2 separate regions of the Mus musculus genome follow, and region 2 is linked to region 1. A link is a contact called in public promoter capture Hi-C data. All regions are on one chromosome and are shown on one strand. Each heading gives the region's core, a stretch centred on a gene start, on an enhancer-like site or on the middle of the called end of the contact. The rest is flanking DNA. Distances are from core to core; before and after follow the strand shown. Region 1 overlaps Adgrg3 (adhesion G protein-coupled receptor G3). Region 2 overlaps Cngb1 (cyclic nucleotide gated channel beta 1).

Region 1 (6,654 bases), core at 3,163-5,662:
AAGAGACACCATGACCAAGGCAACTCTTATAAAGGACAACATTTAATCAGGGCTGGCTTACAGGTTCAGAGGTTCAATTCATTATTATCAAGGCAGGAAACATGGCCGCATCCAGGCAGGCATGGTGGACGAGCTGAAAGTTCTCCATCTTGTTCCAAAGGCAATGAGAAGACTCTCTTCCAAGCAGCTGAGAGGAGAGTCTTAAAACCCACACCTACAGTGACACACTTCCTCCCTCAAGGCCACACCACCTTATAGTGCCACTCCCTGGGCCAAGCATAGTCAAACACATGAGTCTATGGGGGCCAGATCTATTCAAACCACTATAGATACCCTGTCTTCATCCGGACTCCTTCGGGGTCAGTTCCCAAGTCGCTCTTCTTTACCTTAAGAGCCCAGGGTCTCTGGTATTCTGGATTAGCTATCACCCCAAGAGCCTGGATGGCTCAGTCTGTAAACTCCTCCCCCCCCCCAATCCCTTGCTCCCTTTACAGATACTGGTTGAACTATGAGTCCTACCTGCTGGAGAATTCCATGGAGACTGTGGACATGCCTTTTGTTAAGGCATTGATCCAGAACATCAGCACGGATGTCTCAGAAGACCTGCTGTACTCTCTGATGCTTTCCCAGGTGAAGAGCTTCTTGTTGGCTCAGACCTCTGCTGGTGCCCATCCCTCCTAAGTCCTATGCAGCATTGCAGTCAGTGGATTAACTGCATGAGCGGAATGGTGGTGGGTTAGCAGCCAGGATGCTGGGAGGTCCACGAACCAGTCCTCCTATCACTGCCCTTGATGTCCTCTGGGAGTCTCCTCTCTCCTAGAGTCCTCGGGTCCCCACCTGGAGATGAATCTCTGGATTCTACCAACCCTAAATTGTCCATTAACCTCTCTGCCAGAACACACATGTGAAGTCAGAGTAAGGGCACGCTTGGCCTCAGAGAGATGGAGTGGGAGGAGTCTACATATATGCTGGCCCAGATTTAAATCCCATCTCTGCCCTTACCAGCCATTGTCTTTGTGGGCGCATCTACTTTTCTGATCCTTGGTTTTCTCACGTGTAAACGATGAGAGTATTGCCCACTTTCAAGAGTGTCAGAAACCAAGAAGAATGAGGCATCCTTATCCTCCCAACACCCAGGAGGCAGAGGCAGGAGGCTTGCTCCTGAGCTCCAGGCCAGCACAGCTTCTTTCTCAAAACAAACCAGAGAAATATAAACAACAACAAAATAAAACAAGCCATAAACATATTGGAAAGAACATCTGAGTTAAAACCAAGACATTCTTGGTCTAGCGAGGGCTCAACAAGTCCAGGGCATCCCTGCAGAGAGGAAGTTGAGGGTAGAGGTCCAGGGAGCTGGCTGAGCCTCTTATGATGCAGTGCCCTCTAGGTAGGAGCCTCACTGGGCCAAGACATCACCTATGCATCCTTTTTGACAAGATCTAGACCTGGAAGGTGAAAACTGGGGCTTCAGCCCCAACCCCTGGTCCCCTGGTCCCATGAGCATGGATCCATCTGAAGCAGGGAGCTAGTGTATGCAGGCTGAAGCTCTAGGGTGCCCAGGAGGTCAGACACTAGACAAAGAATGCCTGGTGATTTCTGCAGAGGTTTGTTCTAACGTTCTAACTATGCTTGGTTTCTAAATCGCTTCACTGTTGGGCAGGAGGGGCTTCCCAGCCAAGGTAAGCACGAGTCCCCCACACCACTCTCCTCTCACTTCTTTCTGGGACATCCCTCATTGTGCGCGCACGTGTGCACACGTGCGCACACACACACACACACACACACACACACACACACACACTTAAAAGCAGAGTGTGTCTGTACCAATGTAGACATGCTCTACTGATTCCTGTGATGGGAAAACTGGGGCTCCACTGTTAATGCTTGTCCAAGGGACAAGAACATAAGGAGCAGAGGCTGGACTGAGCCAGGTGCTCTGTGCCCCAGCCCTGAGCTAAAAAGTCCTCAGATGCTGTCCCTCCACTTGGCCTGCTACAGTTTTCCTCCCAACTGGAGTGGTAGTGGCATCTGTCTTGGGGCTGGCATCCTAAGGGGGAGTTGGGAGCTGTTGGATCCATGCTTACAGATCCCGAGGCAGGTGATGCAGGGTGAGGACGAGCCTGCTGATGGAGTCCGACTTCCCAAGAGCCTGTTTGGAGCCCTGCCTGGCAACAGGTCTGCAGTCCGGTTGGCCATAACTGTTCTAGACATTGGTGCAGGGAATGTCTTTAAGGTAAGAGGCTTGCTGGGAGCCCAGGAAGCTGCAGTATTAAATGCTCAGGGTCCCTGAGATTGTCTCAAAGGCAGCCAGGTCATCCAAGAACTGCTTCTACAGTCTGTGGCCTGAAGACTATTCTGATACCCTGACATCAGCACCTGCTGACTGTGTATGATGTCCAGGTGTGCACATGCATGATTGTATGTTCTTGCACATGCATACACACACACACACACACACACACACACACACACACACACACACACACCCTTCTATATTCCTGAGTGCATTTAATCAGGTGTGCTCAGATGTGACTGTGCTTACATGGGTAAACATGACTATCCCTTGCCAGTGCCTGCCAGATGTGTGCTCCTGAGGCATGTGCCCATCCATGTAAGTTTACATATATGCTCCCTTGGATCTAGAAGCACTTGTCCCCTAGAGGCATTCACTGGCATTGACCTCATTTCCTGGCTGATCTTAGCCTCAAGCTCTTCCAGTTCAAAGGTGGCTTTTCAGTAAGGTAGTATAGAACCTAGAGGCCAGCCCTGCCTAGCCCCACCCAAGTGTGTTATAGAAAGCAGTAGGAGGAAGGGTGCCTGTGGCCCCTGGCTCCCTGATCCCCTAATGTCCCAGGCTAGGGCATGTCTTAGAGTTACCAAGACCCCTTGATAGGGCAGGTAAGGTCAGCCCATCCCATAGCTAGCTTCCTGCCAATCTCCTCTCAGGGCCCCAAGCTCCTTGAGGACAAGGGCAGCAGCGTGTTGAACAACCGCATGGTGGGTTTGAGCGTGGGCCAGATGCACGCCACCGGGCTGTCGGAACCTGTAGAGATCACCTTCTCCCATGAGCGTCAACCACCTGTGAGTCTTCTGCCTGGGGCCTGGCAGTTACTGTGGAGCATACCGTGCATGAGCTCTGAGAAGCCACACATGGGACCCTGTGCCCTTTACCCTTCTAAGTGCATGCAGAAGAAACCATCTGGCTCATGCAGTTAATGCCCAAAGACATCTGTCTGCCCTGCACACGTGAACACACGTGCCCCCTACACCCTCCCACCCCATGTTCATAAATGTGTGGGGACCTGGGGAACCCCTCTGCATACATGCTTTCCACCCCTGCCAGGCAATGATCCTGAAGACAGGCATGCACGCACAGACAGGCAGACCCTCTTGTGCCATACATGTTGTATACCCTACATGCACAGTGGTCCAGGGAGCATCAACCGATGGAGTCGATCTCCCCATGTAAGCTACAGAGAGCTTCCTCTTAGGGCAAGACCCCTGGTGGTGCCCCGTCTTCTCTTCTCTCCCCCTTTCCTGCCTCCCTCCTCTTCTGACTCCCACTCTCTGGTTTCAGAACGTGATCCTCACCTGTGTATTCTGGGATATGGCTAAAGGTAGGTTTGGAAGACGTTTCTAGAATGAGAAAGGAGCAAGCTTCCACGGGGCAGAGGGTGAGGGCAGAGGCAGGCTCTCCCTCCCTCCTCCTCTGCTCTTACTTTGCTGTGGGCCACAGGAGACTGGGATTCCCACGGCTGCTCCACGGTGCCCGGGGATGGGAGAACTGTCTGCCGTTGCGACCACTTGACCTTCTTCGCCTTGCTGCTGGTAACAGCCCATCCATCCTGATTGCAGTGGTCCAGCTTCTGTCCCTGGGAGAGGCTGCCTGGGCTGGCTGGGGTTTGGGAGATGTGTGGGTCTGGCCCATCAGTGATGTGATCAGAACTTGGGGTCATCTACAGAGGCCGATCTTGGACCTGGCCACGGCACAGACTCTCACTCGCATCTCCCAGGCAGGCAGTGCCGTCTCCATGATCTTCCTGGCCTTCACCATGGTGCTCTATGTTGCCTTCAGGTGAGTGAAGACATCTCCTTTTCCTCCTGCCCTCAAGGAGGTACAGGATAGGGATAAGATGTCTTTGTTCTGTGGCCTCTCATCGTCTTCTCTGGCCTTTTGTGTGCTCTCTGAGAATGTAGGACATAGGGTTGAAGTTGAAAGAGGCAGAAATTCAACTCAGATTGGCCAACACGCAGGGCATGAGTGATTTGTGGAACTAGGAAACTCACATCATGTGGCCTCCAGGCAGGGAAAGAACTAAAGACTCCAGCTGAAGCCCCAGGGATTGGTCCCTCCCTTCACAGCTTGCCCTGGGATTGGTCCCTCCTTTCACAGCTTGCCCTGGGATTGGTCCCTCCCTTCACAGCTTGCCCTGGGATTGGTCTCTCCTTACACAGCTTGCTCTCTCTCCTCTCAGGATGTTAATTTCACCCTGGTGCCTGGAGAACTTCGGGCTCAGGTCCCAGCTCCTTAGATATTCAAGCAAAAGTGAAGCCCCAGAGTTGAAGGCTTTGAGAACAAACATTTCGAAATAATTATAGACTAACTGAAAATTGCAAAAATAGCACAGACAGTCTGTGGTTCCTTCCTGGAACTTCCCCAAGTGTCATGTCGTATGTAACTATAGCATATCATCAAAGCCAGGAAGTTGGCAGTGGCAGAGAATAGCTAAGTAGTCTCAAGACCCCTTCAGCTCCACCACTTTGGAGATCGTGTGTGTGTGTGTGTGTGTGTGTGTGTGTGTGTGTGTGTAGTATGGGTGTACACATGTATATGCGTGTGTGCACATGTGTATAGTGTATGTGCACATGTGCACGCATGGGCATACACATGTATATGTGTGTGTGGTGTATGGTGGGGATATGGATGTGGTGTATGGTGGGGATATATACACATGTATGTGTGTGTGTGGTGTATGGTGGGGATATGGTTTGCAAGGTCCTGTCTAAATAAAACTACATGGCCCAGTGTTCAGAGTAGTCCTAGTTGCAACAGATGGTTGACTATTAGCCAAGTGTGTGGTCCCTGTGGGCACAGGACTCTAGGGTTCATACCCCTGAGATGCTGGGTGTTCCATGTGTGTGCATGTTTAGCTTATGAATACTCAGTTGTTTTAGGGTCTGACTTTGATCACAAGCCAAGGACCAATTGGACCACTATGGTTACAGGGTAGAACACACAGGCTGGCCATTTGACTACTCATGCATTTAAGTGACAAGGGACAAAGCCACTTACTTGTGGCTAAGTGTGGGGAAGGATGCCCCTTCTGGGATACATGAGCTTCTCCAAAAAGAAGCAGGCACAGGAAAGAAACAGGACCAGATAGTGCTGTCACTTGGCTGTCCTGAGCCAGGATTTGACCAAGAAACCCTCAGACCTGCTGAGTTGAAGGAGCCTGTGGGTTCAGCCTCTGCTCATCGTTGCCTATCCTTATCCCCTAGAGCCCAGGCTTACTGGAACCCACCTGGAACATTCTTTTTTTTTAATTAGGTATTTTCCTCATTTACATTTTCAATGCTATCCCAAAGGTCCCCCATACCCACCCCCCCCCCAATCCCCTACCCACCCACTCCCCCTTTTTGGCCCTGGCATTCCCCTGTACTGGGGCATATAAAGTTTGCAAGTCCAATGGGCCTCTCTTTGCAGTGATGGCCGACTAGGCCATCTTTTCATACATATGCAGCTAGAGTCAATAGCTCCGGGGTACTGGTTAGTTCATATTGTTGTTCCACCTATAGGGTTGCAGTTCCCTTTAGCTCCTTGGATAATTTCTCTAGCTCCTCCATTGGGGGCCATGTGACCCATCCAATAGCTGACTGTGATCATCCACTTCTGTGTTTGCTAGGCCCCTGCATAGTCTCACACGAGAGAGCTATATCTGGGTCCTTTCAGCAAAATCTTGCTAGTGTATGCAATGGTGTCAGCATTTGGAAGCTGATTATGGGATGGATTCCTGCATATGGCAATCACTAGATGGTCCATCCTTTCGTCACAGCTCCAAATTTTGTCACCTGGAACATCTTTGGGCTTCCCATTTTCCAGTCCAGGGATCCCTACTGTCCCTCCCCTGTGCCTTTGTGCCTCAGTCACTAAGAAGCCCTGGGCTTCAGCCCCTGGGAGCTACACCCATGTCACCCCTCCTCACTCCCACCCCGCCAAGTACTGGTAGAGAACACAGTCTCCACCCTCAGTGTCAATTCCTCAGTTACACAATTTATCTAAGGAATCTGTCAAACAGTGAGGCTGGCAGGACCCAGCGAGCATCCACAGAGCCCAGAGAGCCACGAAGGGGCTTGTGGATTAGCACCTAAGAGTTTGCACACTGACTCCTAGCAAAGGTGGGAACTGAACGGTCAGGCAGGAGTGACCATGAGGGTGATAGCAGCTGATGGTGGGTGGCACGGGACCGAGGCAGGAAGATGGATCAGCCTGAGCACCACGTATAGGCTGTGGCTCCTCAGGCCTGCTCACTAGCCATTCTTTCCAGGTTCTCTCTGCAGAGGTTCAAGTCTGAAGATGCCCCTAAGATCCACATGGCTCTGAGCATCAGCCTGTTTCTCCTGAATCTTACCTTCCTGATCAATGTGGGGAGCAGC
Region 2 (6,480 bases), core at 957-3,456, 260 kb after region 1:
ATGGATGGATAGACAGATGGAAGGATTGATAAGCATCTGGGTGGCTAAGCAGAGGATGGGTGGATGGATGGGTGGATGGATGGATGAGTGGATGAGTGGATGAGTGGATGGATGGGTGGGTGGATGGATGAGCATCTGAGTGGCCAAGCAGAGGATGAGTGGATGGGTAGGTAGATAGATAGATAGATAGATAGATAGATAGATAGATAGATGATAGATAGAAGGCTGGGGATCTGCATGCCCAAGCAGAGGATAGTTGGATGGGGAGACTAGGGGACAGAGTAGAGGAAGTGAACATGTATCCCCAGACCCTCAGTCACCCCATGTAGCGGATTAAAAAGTGTCCCTGAAAAGACATGCCTAGGTCCTATTCTATCCTATATAAATGTGACTTTATTTGAAAATACAGTCTTTGAGAATATTATTGTCCTCAGAATCTCAAAGCAAAAGACTTCTGAATTTAGGGCAGGCCTTCCCCCAGTGACAGTCAAGGACACAGGGAGTAAATAGAAGGACAGCTGGAAGCCAAGGAGGCTCAAGGGAATCAGGAGAGCGGCAAGGACATTCACCACCACCCCCCCCCCCACACACACACACACTGCCTTCTCCTAGAGTCTCAAAGGGAAAGGACCCTGCCAGCACCTCAAACATGGATGTGTGCACATTTGTCACCACAGCCACAGGACACAAGCCTGCCTAAGCTCTGTTCTTTGTGCTAAGCCTGTGCCCACTCATGCCGAGTGCCCACCAGAGACCTGCCTGTTCCAGGAACTTTGAGATTAATCTAATTGCAATCAGCTGAGAATCCTGCATCTTTCCAAGGAGCCAAGAGAAAGGCAGGAGGACCTGTCACACATCTGAGCTCTCCACAGTGTTATAGATGGTCCCTGTCCTGGGAAATTTGGGGCCCTTGAACTTCAGACTGAGTAATTACCCACCTGGCCAAACAGGGCCTAGTTTTTGCTGCTATAACGTACTGAGGAGAAACCTCCGGTTCTCCAAGGTTTGACCTTTCTCTGCTCTAACAGCCTATTGGGTCTCTATGTGAGACCCCAACTTAGAGCGTTTCTCCCTGGAAGGTAAAGCCCCTGGACATTCCCCAAGCTTGTTTTCCCCGATCTCTAAAAATACAGCCAGAAAGAAGCTCTTTGTTCTCTATAGCCAGCAAAAAGCCTTTTTGTTTCTATATCTTACAACCAGAGATGCCTGCCTTCCTGTGCTGAGGACATGGAGATAAAAATTCAGAAAGAACTCACTCCCCACTCCTGCCTTGTAAATTTCACCAAGGAAAGAGTTTCTCTCAACTCTTCCCAACTCCTCCCAACTCCTCCCAATTCCTCAGCTAGCTGTTAAAAGCCCCCTACTGTCACCTGCCCTGCACGGGCGGTGGTGGAGGGACTTCATCCTCAGCTAGCTGATAATAAAACCTCTTGCAGTTTGCATCAGGTGTGGTTTTTCTCTCGAGTCATTTGGGGTACCAACCAGCTCATCCCAGGACTTGAGCGGAGGCCCAGCTTCGGGGGTCTTACACCTACATATTCAAGGACTACCAGGAGTCCCAGGAGAAAGTGAGCTTGCCCCATCTTGAAGCTGGCCAGATTTCTCCCTCCCACTGGTATAGATCTAGCGACTGTCCACTCTCTCACCTCCATGGCCTGGGCTGCCTGTCTGTGTCCCTGACCACAATGGTCATTTAGTTTCAGAATGCTCATAGAGACCATGGTCCAGGGGGATGGGATTGGACATCGTTTTTCTCCCCACTCAGGGAGGCCCTTAGTCGGAGTCAGAGGGTACATGTCTAGGATGGTTCGGGGGCTACACTGTGCAAGGTCTGAGCGCTGCTTTGCTTTCTTGAAGCCCACCATGGGTGCCTGAAGCAGGCTGAAGCAGGTGGCAATAAGCCACCCATCACTATTGGATGGATGGATGGATGGATGGATGGATGAACGCATAAATGTCTACCACTTGCCAGTATATTATCCACTTCCAGTGGTACTCTGTCTCTGGCTGTACACTGCCTGGCTTCAGCCTTCTGTCTTCCAATGGTGCTATCCAATACCTCCCAACTCATCCCAGGGTAGGGCATCCTGTTGCTCAGTGGCTCTGGAGTCCCTAGACTCTGTTTCCCAAGAACCACCTCTTTCCCAGTCAAACCCACGCACCCAGCTTCCAGAGTCCGGTCTCTAGCGCTGGGCAATTGCCAACAGGAAGGGGCGTGGTTTTGGCTTCACGGTTGTTTTCCTGACAGAGCAACCGCTCTAGCCACCAGCTCCATTACTGCTCTCCAGAGACCCTGAGCAGGAGCAAGCTCTCTCCACTCCAGGTTAGGAGACCCTAACTCACACTCAACTCAGACCGACATATATCCCGTGACCCTCCCTGAAATGAACGTGGGACTCAGGAGCACGGTACTTACTGGTCTGTACGTCACACATCCCAGGGCAGCCAGGCTCCTACATGGGGGGGAAAAAAGAGGAGACCTGCCTTGGCTGCCTCCCTTGCCTCCCTCCTATCCCTAGTACACATATGTCCTCTCCCCCCCCCCACCCCCCCAGCCAGAACCTGCAGAAGACGCACTGCCTCATCTCTCTGCTCCTGCCTTCTCTCCAGAGGCTACTGGCTGCTCCGACCCCTTCTCCATCCAGGGCCACAGCTTGCCCTTAGCTTTTGCTTGCCCTGTGAAACGGCCAGCCTCTCCTTCCAGCACCTGGAGGGCTTCTCCCTACTATGCCGCTTCCCTGCTGCCGGGGGTCCCCAGGCTCCTCTGTCATCTAGGGATCTTCAGCAGTTAATGGCTCTTCCCCTCTCGCCCCTTTTATGTTTGGAACTCTCTGAAGCCAGTACTCCCCGCGCCTTCAGAGACCGATGAAGGGTATGAAACAGAAGCCTGGCTTTCGGTACCTTCTGCTCAGCCGGTCTCAGCACTGAGCCAGTGAAGAGTGGAGAGGGGTATAGCACTGGGAGTGGATCCAGGATGTCTGGCTCCTGGCTCCACCCCCATGAAACAAAGACGGAAGACCTTTGCTGGGCCTAGAGCCAGTGAGGGGGAGAGTAGAGTCCTTGTGTCTATGAGACAAGGTACAGGGCTGAAAGAGATTCAGAGGTGCTGGGGCCCAGAGGCCTGGGACCAGTCCAGGCCCACCTCCCTCTGGACAAAGCATCTTATGTTCAGACCACTTTCCTGTGTTTTTCCCAAGGCTGGGTGGTAGCATATTTGTTCATCTGCTTCTCTGGGGGATATGGTAAGGTTCCCTGAGGACCAGGGCCAATATCACACAGCCATGCCTGAGTGCAAGTGTCCCACTTCCTAGTTCCAGATGATGAATAATCCCCCAGAAGGAGAATCAGGCCAGTAGGATCTTGATAAAGAAAAAAAGTGGTTAAGAGCACTGACTGCTCTTCCGAAGGTCCTGAGTTCAAATCCCAGCAACCACATGGTGACTCACAACCATCCATAATGAGATCTGACACCCTTTTCTGGGGCGTCTGAAGACAGCTACACTGTACTTACATAGAATAATAAATAAATCTTAAAAAAAAAAAAAAGGAAGAGGTGATTGTGACCCTGCTTTTCCTACCACCATGTTTGGGCCCTAAGCTGCCAGGAATGCTCATGGAGCCTAAGAGCTTCCTGGGAACCTCACTTCTTCCTGGACTGCTCCTGGGCTCTGAATCCTTGTGCATTCTTCTGGGTCGCTTCCACTAGCAAACCTTTCTTGATGTTCTAGGAGGCTCCATCTCTGAGCTCCTCTCCTCCTGTTGAAGTCCCTAGACTATAAGCTCCTGACTGGTAGATCAGTACTGGTGGCTACAGTCCAGATGTATGCACACAAGGCCGAGTTGCCACTGATGGCTCCCTCCTTGCTGTATTGTGTCCCCATCCCCAGGGACTCCCTGACCATCCAACCCTTATCTGAGCTTCCAAGGCCCTTCCCTCACCACCACCCAGCCAGGGTCGCCTCTGCCTGGCTGCCACTCACTTGCTCTGCAGCCTTCCCATGGAGCACGGGCTGAGGCAGGGCCATCTCCAGTCTGTGTAGGAGCCACTCAATCAGCCTGTGGTAGAGAGATGGGCTGAATCCAGGCGAGAAGAACTGGGGTGGGGAATTGCCACAGACAAACAAGCCTGCTAAGAGGTAGGTCCTGTCGGAAGCCAACCCTAGAGCTCTAACCCTGAAGGGCCCTTTCTGTCCTCCCCCATCCTTCCCAGGCAGCCCTAGCAGGGAGCTCAGCTCAGCTCCATCTACTTCAGATCTGCATTTCCAGTCTCTCACACCCCTCCCCCACAGCGTGTGAGCATGGGGCAGCACCCAGCCAGATTTTAAAATGGATGTGGCCTTTGGTCCAACAACCCTACACATTTACTCCTGGTCACCAGATAGGGCATGCACAAAGCTTCTGATGGCAGGAAAAGTGTGGGACGCTTCTAAGTGCTCCTGTGTGGTTAAATGAATGAAGCCCTAGGTAGCTCTTTGCAGTGATCAAAGGAATAATATAGAACTGGTATATAAAGCCACTTCTGAGGGACTTCTTTTAAAAGTGTGTTGCATGTGTGTGCGTGTGTGTGTCTGTGTGTGTGTTTGTGTGTGAGTTTAATGCACATGAATAGCTGTGTGTGTCTGTGCATTCATACAGAGACCAGAGAAGGGAGGCAGGCACCCCCCTCTATCATTCTCTGTCTTGTTCCTTTGAGACAGAGGCTTTCCCTAAACCTGAGACACGGTCTCTCCCTAAACCAGAAGCCAGGTCTGTCTCTAAGCCTGAGGCAGGGTTTCTTCACAAACCTGAGGCAGGTTTTCTGCCTAAACCTAGAGCTCAAGTTTTTTCAGCTAAGGTAGCAACGGCAAACAATCCTCCTGTCTCCACTCCCTGCCTCAGTGCTCGGCTCACAGCCCTGCACAGGACCATGCCTGCTTTTACAGAGGTGCTGGAGTCCAAATTCTTGTCCTTGAGCTCATGGGATGAGCTTGTGTAGCAAGCACTCAACCACTGAGCCATCTCTCCAGACCCTGAGGGACTTTTTCTTTTTAATTAAAAAAGGGATATAAAAGAATACATGCAATTTGGTTTTGATAGAGGTGTGTGTGTGTGTGTGTTTCACTTGTTTTGAGACAAGATCCAGCTATAGAGTCCAAGCTGGACTTGAACTTATGATCCTCCTGCTGCCTCAGCGTCCTGAGGTTACAGGTGGGCACTTGGTATTTGTTTAAAGGAAACGATTACTCCCAGCCTGGTTGACGGAGGAAGATGCTGATGAGGTTTGCCTGGAGAGTTTGAGTCTTGACCCAAGTGAATACTTTTAACTTTCTAATTTAGCAATCAGTACTGAGTGAGAGCAAAGCACTGGGCCTGATCCTTGTAGGAGGTACAGCCTTTAGGGGACTCACCTGACGGGGTCCCCGGGTGGTGGCAGGGAAGAGGATTGGAAGCCAGGCTGGGGCTCTGCAGCTGGCTCTTCCTCAGGCTCCAGGGGTCCAGGATTAGGCTGGGAGGGGCTCTCTGTGGGCTCCATCTGCATAGGGGTTCCTGGAGGATCTGAGCAGTAAGAGAGCTGGCACTAAAGACCCCATAGCTGGGCTTCAGCCAACCCCCTCGTGGGTATAAAGGGGCCAGATTTGGAGAAATGACAGGTCTGGGTGAAGAGCTCTTGGAGACTACCCTAATAGCAAACAGCCTAGGAAGGAAAGGGACAAACCCAAGCTTGTGAAATCCAGCTGACTGAAGCCACTTGGAGTCCCAAGTGCGACTAAGAAGGGGTTTCTGATGTCTTAGCAAGGCCTGAACTCTCCCAGTGCCTGGCTAAGGCACACACATACGTACGTACGTACACACACACACACACACACACACACACACACACACACACACACAGAGTCTCAAGTTCCCCCTGAAGAGCCTACCCTATCCTGTGACCACTTAGAGAGTCCCTCCCAGCTCCTTCTCTGTACCTGGATCCAAGACAGCAGCCTCAGGTTCAACTTTCCAGGCCTAGATAATAGAGAGATGGATCATGGTCAAAGCCAGCCTGCATATACCCACCTTGGTCAGTTGTGCCCTGGCCCCATATGTTATCACCAGTACGCATGTGTGCATACACATATACGTGGAGCTGGTGGGGGGGGGGGTTAATGTGATTCCGAGTCACCTAGGAGACACACCCCCTCTGGGCAGGTCTTTCAGGGAGTTTCCAAAGAGGTTTAACTGAAGAAAGAAGGTCCACTCTGAATGTGGGTGTTACCATCCCATATGTTGATGTCCTAGACTCAACAAAAATGTTTAAGAGACAGACAGACAGACCCACCATCATTCACTTCTGGCTGCAGATGCAATGTGACCTGTTGCCATGGTTCCCCCACCATGATGGCTGGTACCCACTTTAAGCCACGAGCTAATGTAACCTCTTTAAATATCTATTGTCGAGAATTTTATCTCATCATCAAGAAAAATGATTAATCTATCTTGCTCTCAAATGCCCCCAGG

What was found. Capture Hi-C pulls out chosen DNA fragments and counts their contacts.
Region 2: a promoter capture Hi-C map of adipose tissue shows a contact between it and region 1. The contact joins two enhancer-like sites. A contact is called at or near these places in 16 of 39 promoter capture datasets (the 3T3-L1 cell line, 3T3-L1-derived adipocytes, the C10 cell line and 8 more), 10 of 484 Hi-C or Micro-C datasets (the G1E-ER4 cell line, embryonic stem cells and pancreatic cancer cells), 1 of 115 datasets of contacts at active chromatin or transcription factors (embryonic stem cells) and 2 of 9 other capture datasets (adipose tissue and liver).

Annotation. Positions count from the first base shown.
Region 1 is chr8:95,032,864-95,039,517 of GRCm38.p6, forward strand. It overlaps Adgrg3 (adhesion G protein-coupled receptor G3), which reads left to right. Exons shown (of 12, transcript NM_173036.3): 3 at 495-630; 4 at 2,087-2,233; 5 at 2,947-3,081; 6 at 3,578-3,617; 7 at 3,737-3,828; 8 at 3,963-4,075; 9 at 6,546-6,654. Among named protein-coding and RNA genes, the nearest start is that of Gm51544, 16 kb to the left of the region's middle. Within about 2 kb of position 4,413, at least 139 of the 459 cell types and tissues checked have an H3K27ac peak or open chromatin away from gene starts, as enhancers often do. A contact at or near this core is called in adipose tissue, where this site is marked.
Region 2 is chr8:95,291,140-95,297,619 of GRCm38.p6, forward strand. It overlaps Cngb1 (cyclic nucleotide gated channel beta 1), which reads right to left. Exons shown (of 33, transcript NM_001195413.1): 9 at 5,949-5,988; 10 at 5,388-5,535; 11 at 3,981-4,056; 12 at 2,417-2,453. Among named protein-coding and RNA genes, the nearest start is that of Cngb1, 12 kb to the right of the region's middle. Within about 2 kb of position 2,207, at least 66 of the 459 cell types and tissues checked have an H3K27ac peak or open chromatin away from gene starts, as enhancers often do. A contact at or near this core is called in adipose tissue, where this site is marked.